Regions from separate parts of the Mus musculus genome. Here region 2 is linked to region 1. A link is a contact called in public Hi-C data. All regions are on one chromosome and are shown on one strand. The core of a region is the stretch at or near the end of the contact, and the rest is flanking DNA. Distances in the headings are between cores, read along the strand shown. Region 1 overlaps Pced1b (PC-esterase domain containing 1B). Region 2 has its middle 42 kb from the start of Gm41394.

The links. Hi-C and Micro-C count contacts between places; a contact is called where the count stands out from the background.
Region 2: a contact with region 1 is called in a Hi-C map of CD8 T cells, with 3 times the contacts expected there. The contact joins two enhancer-like sites. A contact is called at or near these places in 6 of 15 datasets of contacts at CTCF or cohesin (the NIH/3T3 cell line, embryonic stem cells, large pre-B cells and 1 more), 51 of 484 Hi-C or Micro-C datasets (the 63-12 cell line, the AtT-20 cell line, B cells and 26 more), 22 of 115 datasets of contacts at active chromatin or transcription factors (CD8 T cells, the NIH/3T3 cell line, acute myeloid leukemia and 12 more) and 1 of 9 other capture datasets (embryonic stem cells).

The regions. Positions count from the first base shown.
Region 1 is chr15:97,327,562-97,331,061 of GRCm38.p6, reverse strand. All of the region lies in intron 3 of Pced1b (PC-esterase domain containing 1B), which reads right to left. Among named protein-coding and RNA genes, the nearest start is that of Gm33325, 28 kb to the left of the region's middle. Within about 2 kb of position 1,596, at least 5 of the 459 cell types and tissues checked have an H3K27ac peak or open chromatin away from gene starts, as enhancers often do. A contact at or near this core is called in CD8 T cells, where this site is marked.
Region 2 is chr15:97,576,812-97,579,953 of GRCm38.p6, reverse strand. No RefSeq gene overlaps it. Among named protein-coding and RNA genes, the nearest start is that of Gm41394, 42 kb to the left of the region's middle. Within about 2 kb of position 1,688, at least 21 of the 459 cell types and tissues checked have an H3K27ac peak or open chromatin away from gene starts, as enhancers often do. A contact at or near this core is called in CD8 T cells, where this site is marked.

The sequences.
Region 1 (3,500 bases), core at 347-2,846:
GGAACATACATACTACTCATGCTTGCATAGCACACAAACATACATACATTTTTTATTCACAAAAATAGAACTTAAACAACAAGAAACCCAAGTGCCATAGTATATTCTTCTCTCTCTCACACATGTATGTATGTATGTATGTATGCACATATGTATGTATGTGTTACAAGCAACAATGGCTGTCATTTGGGAGGCTCACCAAGCATCAGCTTCTGACAAATCATAACTTATTTATGTTGATTACATATGAGGTTGATAGTCTGATAGCCATTACACAGATAAAGCTAATGGTCAAGGAACCTGCCCAACCTTTAGATTCAGCCTGTAAACTCAATCAACTAAACTTTCTTTCATTACTTTGTGTGCCTGTGTGCCACATGTGTCCAGTGCCCAGAGAGGGCAGAAGAGGGCACTGGATTCCTGGAGAGCTGAGTTACAGTGACTGTGAGGCCCTTACCATGGATACTGGAAACAGAACTTGGGTCTTCAACAAGAGCAGCTTAACCAGTGGGCTATGTTTCCAGCCCCAGAAAATTATTTTCTTTATAAAACACATAGCTTTACATCTTTTGTTATAGCAAGAAAAAAAAATGGACTGACATCGTGGTCCAGAAGCTACTGTGGGAAGAGAACCATCTGTGGTTGCCAGTGGAGTGGAGGGTGTGGTCAGCGAGGAACAGGGTTTCTAGCTGACAAGGCAATGAGGATGTAGCTCAACCCAGCGGGAAAGCTAAACAGAGACACAAAGTAAGAGCAACTGTGTCTGATGGGATAGAATAACATCTCTGCTATGCATAGGCTAGGTCTGTCTGATGGGAAACAGAGATCGACATACTGCATTAAGTAGCAAAAGCCATCAATATCTGACTTTATTATTATCATTTTAGTTTATCAAAGTGACTTTTTTAAAGGCTAAGAAAAACAAAAGGATATCGCAAAAAGAGAGCAGCGATGAGTACTGATACCATATAAAACATAATTTAATTTAAAAACAGTGGTGCAGTCAGTGATGAGCATGATACAACAGAAAGGACACTCTAAGAGTGTGGTGGTGCACAGCTGTAATCAGGAGGCTGAAGCAGGAGAAAGCGCGCACTTAAGACTAAACCTAAAGTGGGCTGGAGAGATGACTCAGAGGTTAAGAGCAGTGGCTGCTCTTCCAGAGGTCCTGAGTTCAATTCCCAGCAACCACATTACAGAGGGTGGCTCACAACCATCTGTAATGGGATCTGATGCCCTCTTCTGGTGTGTCTGAAGACAGCACCAATGAACTCCTATACATAAAATAAATAGTTCTTTAAAAAACCAAAAAACAAAAAGACTAACCTGAGGTCCACAGCCAGCTACATACCTTGTCTCAAAATGCCTAAGACAAGATGTAAAACATACACTGGCTGCCACCTTGGGTGTATTAGAAACCACAGAAGCTAAACGCATAAAGCACTCTGAAACAGAGAGAACATCAGTTAGTGTATTTTATTTGGAACTATGGAGATTCAGTGAAAGCCAAGTTAGCACTCTGGGTAACATTAGACAGCAGTGAGGCCGAAGCAGTGTGGTTTGGGAAACTCCACCCATGAGACAGTGCCTTGGCTTGGGCCTGTGTGAAACTGAAGACCTGTGAGAAAAGGCAGATGCAGGAAGGACTGTCCTAGGGAGCACTACCTAAGACCCTGGTGTAAGTCACCCTACGCTGTGACAGAAGGAACAATCTACCTCAAGATGGAGGGCAGAGTAGGCAGTGGTGGGGCAGGGGGAGGTGTAGGTGGTGGTGGGGCAGGGGGAGGTGTAGCTGGTGGTGGGGCAGGGGGAGGTGTAGCTGGTGGTGGGGCAGGGGGAGGTATAGGTGGTGGTGGGGCAGGGGGAGGTGTAGGTGGTGGTGGGGCAGGGGGAGGTGTAGGTGGTGGTGGGGCAGGGGGAGGTGTAGGTGGTGGTGGGGCAGGGGGAGGTGTAGGTGGTGGTGGGGCAGGGGGAGGTGTAGGTGGTGGTGGGGCAGGGGGAGGTGTAGGTAGTGGTGGTGAGGTAGGGGCAGTGTAAACCATGGTAGGGTGGATGAGAACAGACCCTGTCTCCTGGCCCCTCTTGCCCACTGTCCCTGGCCTTAAGTCCCCTTTGCAGGATCACAGTCCAGGACATCTCACTCTGCATTCAACGGAGCAGGAAAATAATCATTTAACTGTTTCTGCCAGCCTCAGGACCAATTCCTCATGAAGGCTCCTGTGGCAGCACAATAGTATTAATAACTGTGTGGGCTCTTCTTTTCTTCATCTGTCTTTTGCTCTGAGGGCCTCAGCCAACAACTTAGAACTGTAGGAGGAAAAGATACTTTCTTCTCCTGTTTTAAACCGTAAGTTCTTAGAAAGTACCAAGTAGAAAATATTCATATTTTTGTGCAATCGGGAAACATTACGAAATTCAGTCATATTTCCCATTACAAAAAAAAAAAAAAAAAGAATGATTTCTTTTAAAGTCAGATTTTGTAGACCATGCTTGCTGATAGAAATGGGAAGGCTGACAGGATTTCTAGATGTGTTAAGAATAAGTGGGGGGTTGGAGAGATGGCTCAATGGTTAAAAAGCGCCTCCTGTTGTTACAGAGCCCCCCCTCACCACCACCCTCCGGAGCCCCCCCCCCCCCCCCGCCCCGGGGTCAGTTCCCAGCATGCACTGGGTGACTCCAGTTCCAGGTGATCTGATGCCCTCTCCTGACATTTGTGGGCACCGGGCATGCACGTGGTGCACTTAGATGCAGTAGGCAAAACACTCAGATGTATAAGATACAAGGAAAAGCAAAACAGGAGCAAAAGTTTGGCCAAACTGTAATCAACGCTTGCTTCCTAATTTTCTCTAAAATAGAGCAAAACCAAGGTGGTGTTCCTGGTGCTAGCTACCCCGTAACAACGCTCAAAAGAATTTTTTTTTTTAAGTAGAAAAAGAAAAAAAAAAAAGTTGCCGGGCGTGGTGGCGCACGCCTTTAATCCCAGCACTCAGGAGGCAGAGGCAGGCGGATTTCTGAGTTCAAGGCTAGCCTGGTCTACAGAATGAGTTCCAGGACAGCCAGGGCTATACAGAGAAACCCTGTCTCAAAAACCAAAAAAAAAAAAAAAAAAAAAAAAAAAAGTTATAGGATGCAAAATTTACGATCGGAAAAGCAAAGCGGTGAAGATAGTAGTGGAAACCGTGAGGTAAGGCCAGCAGGGTGAACCAACAGGAGCGCGGATGAGCGAGAGACAAGGAAGCGCTCGCTGGAAGCGGCTGCACCGAGTTAGTTAGGGGTAGCATCTCGCCGAGAGAAGGCTCAGTGGTTAAGATCTGCTTGCTCTTGCTTTAGACCCAAATTTGGTTCCTAGCACACACGGTGGCTCACTGGGCCCTCTGGTGGCCACTGTGGGTACTACACATGCACATGGCGCATAGACACACACAAAGGCATAACAACATCATACATAAAATAAACACATCTTTTTAAAAACCGTTTTTGTCTGTCTGTTTGTTTGTTTT
Region 2 (3,142 bases), core at 439-2,938, 250 kb before region 1:
GTCCTCTCCCACAAGCTCAGACCATTTAAAGCGCTCAAGGCCCTGCAGTTGGGAAACTGAGCAAGTGGAGCCCTGTGGGGGTTTGAGTGAGAATGTCCCCACTTAGTTGAATGCTGGGCCACCAGGGAGTGACACAAATTGAAAGAATTAGGAGGTGTGAGCTTTTCGAAGAGAATGGATTGTTGAGGTGGGTTTTGAGGTTTCAAAAGCCCATGCCCTGTCCAGTGTTCCCCTCTCTCCCTGCTGCCTGTAGATCAGGATGTAGAGCTCTCAACTCCTCCCCCTGCACCACGCCTGCCTGCCTGTTACCATGTTCCCTGCCATGAGGATAACGGACTAAACCTCTGTAAGCCAGCCAGCCCCAATTAAATGCTTTCTTTCTAAGACCTGCTGTGATCATGGCATCTCTTCACAGCACTAGAACACTGACTGACACAAGCTCCCTCCGTCGATTCGGAAGACTGGCCAGCTCCTGACGCATACAAGACCCAAGTATTCTCTAAATCTGAGAGTCAACATGAAAGTGAGCTCTTGGTGAAAACATGATCTCAGGCTAGCCCACAGAGGGATATCCAGGGAACCTTTCAAAGTTGACAGTGAACCTGAAGATACATGTCTCTCACTAAGTGCAGGAATGACAAGTAGCCTGCCCAAGACTGCACAGCTAGTCAACTAAATCTCCCCACCCACTCTAGAACATTCTTTTCTCCTGGATCATGGCAGTGCAGAGGAGGCTGGAATGAAAAGGAGACTATCTTACCTTGCCGAGCCTTTGGTCACTGAGATATTTGATAAAAGAGCAAGAGAAGACTCCTCACCCCTTAATTTCTCAGATTTAAGATGTAGCAGAATACATGGAAGCAAGCAAGGTGACTAAAAGCACTCAAAGTGTCTGTCTGCCTTCTGCATTTTCCAGGACAGCTATAAAGTTCCAAACAAAGAAGGTTTCATCGCTCTGATGAAAGGCGCCAGAAGGTCTTCTTCGCCTGAATTTCAATATCCCTGGGGGCTCTGTGGATCAATCTGGAGCTATATACAAAGCCGTGCTTATGTGCGAATGGGAGTGTGTAGCTTTCAGTGTATTCACTGGAGAATCCACCACCCCCAACGTATAAGAAACCTGGGCATTAGATTTCTCACCCCTCCAGCACTGGCTTAATGTATTCATTCATTAGTAGAGACTTATTGAATTTATTGGGAAATGTTAAAGCATGCTGAGCTTAGCATGTCTGAAATCTGAACCGGGGCCTGCCATGCAAACTGCCTCTTTGCTGTTGGCCAGGTAGGAAAGTTACCTGGAAACTTAAACCTGGATGGTAGGAAACGTCCAGCCCATCTCAAAGTAGGGAGCTTGGCCCCTCTTCTGTCCTGGTGCCAAGGTCTGGTCCATCAATAAATCCTGCGGGTTCCACCTCCTAAGCACTCATACCTAATACATGGTTTCCTCTCTGCACACCCTCTCCAGCCCAGGCAACCACTGGCTGTTGATGGCCTTTGCCAATTGGGATCCACTTTGAAAGCTCAGGTGGTCTATGGCAGTGAAAATCCAAGCCTAGCACAACCCTCTCTTGCTTAGACCCTGGGAAAAGCCTTGGCTGTTTTTTAAAGAATGAATGACCCCAGAGCATATTCTCAAGGCTCAGAGGTAAAAGGGCCATGCTTTGTCCTGTGATGGGAGCTGTAGCTATGGTAACAGTACTCAGGGGAATGCCCCAGAACCACATCCTTCAAGTGCTGAGGTGTTTACTTAGGCAGTTCCTTCTAAGATGTTCTTTCTGCCCCGCCCCGCTCCCTTTGCCTGGTTTGCTCCCATCTGTTCTGTGTGGCTCACCTGTCAGGTTTCCTTCTCTAGACAGCTTTCCAGACTCATCTCCAGAGCGGGTATAGTCCTCAGGCTTGTTTATAATGATGCATTTATTTGACCAATTAATATCTGAGTCTCTCATTACTATGTCCCGCGAGTCTTGAATGATGTTCATCTCAGTGTAAGTACTCATTGGCTTTTTAAATAAATGAATAGGGGATAAAGGAATTGGAAGATGAGACCACACATGACATTCTGAATACAGTATCTGCAGGTAACAGTTAAACTCTGTAACAATTATGAAATCTGAATGAACTTCGAATTTTTAAGTCCTTTTGTTTTTTCTTTTTTTAGATTTGTTTATTTTGTATGTGTGAGTCCATTGTCAATGTCTTCAGATACAACAGAAGAGGGCATCGGATTCCATTACAGATGGTTGTGAGCCACCATGTGGTTCCTGGGAATTGAACTCAGGACCTCTGGAAGAGCAGTCAGTGCTCTTAACCGCTGAGCCATCTCTCCAGCCCTTAAGTCCTTTTCTATGACCAGAAAACCGAAGTTCTGTGTTGACACAAGATAGTCACAACTATTCCCATTGGTAAACGTGCAGAGCCTTCTTGGGGCTTTTGAGTTGTTCCAAGCCTAAGCCTGCAGACTTCTCAGAGAATTGTGTCCCTGTGGTTAAACCTTTGTTGGTGCCGTTTGCTTGTCATGCCGGGTGCTGCAGGTGGAGCTCAGAGATGCATGCCCCCTTGGCAAGTCCTCCACAGCTGCACTTCCAGGCCAAGGTTTCTGCCGCTAAAGCTGAGCTGTTCTGGAGAGCACCATTCTGTGCTCTTCTGGTAAGCCTGCAATGCCAGGACGAAGGGACTCTGGTGACCCCTGCGCATGCCCTGGAGCCTCCCATGAATGCCATTCTCACTTAATGCTCGCACTAGGGACAATTAGGTGAGCGTGCTTCCTCTTCTAGAATGTTTACAACTCTTTCCATAAAGTTGAAAGTAAGCTAGGATCAATACACCTGTGTCCCACAAAATCGTTACAAAGTAACAGTGTTTTGTTTACACTTTCCTGCGAAGAGACTTTTGAGCACACATTAAGGGAGCTCCCCCAAGCCTTCATCCACACTTCTGCTACCCAGCTGCGAGAGTTAGTGTCCCGGGTCCCTCCGCTTTCTTCTCTACTTCCTTTTTCCTGGGTTATTTTAAAGGAAGTCCCAGAGTTTATGTTCCACCAGCTGGAAACGTTGCTGAGTGTTTGACAACACTAGACCTTCGTCAGATTATTGTATGACAAAGATCTCGTGCGGCATGCAGCCATCCACAAATTTCTGGGTTC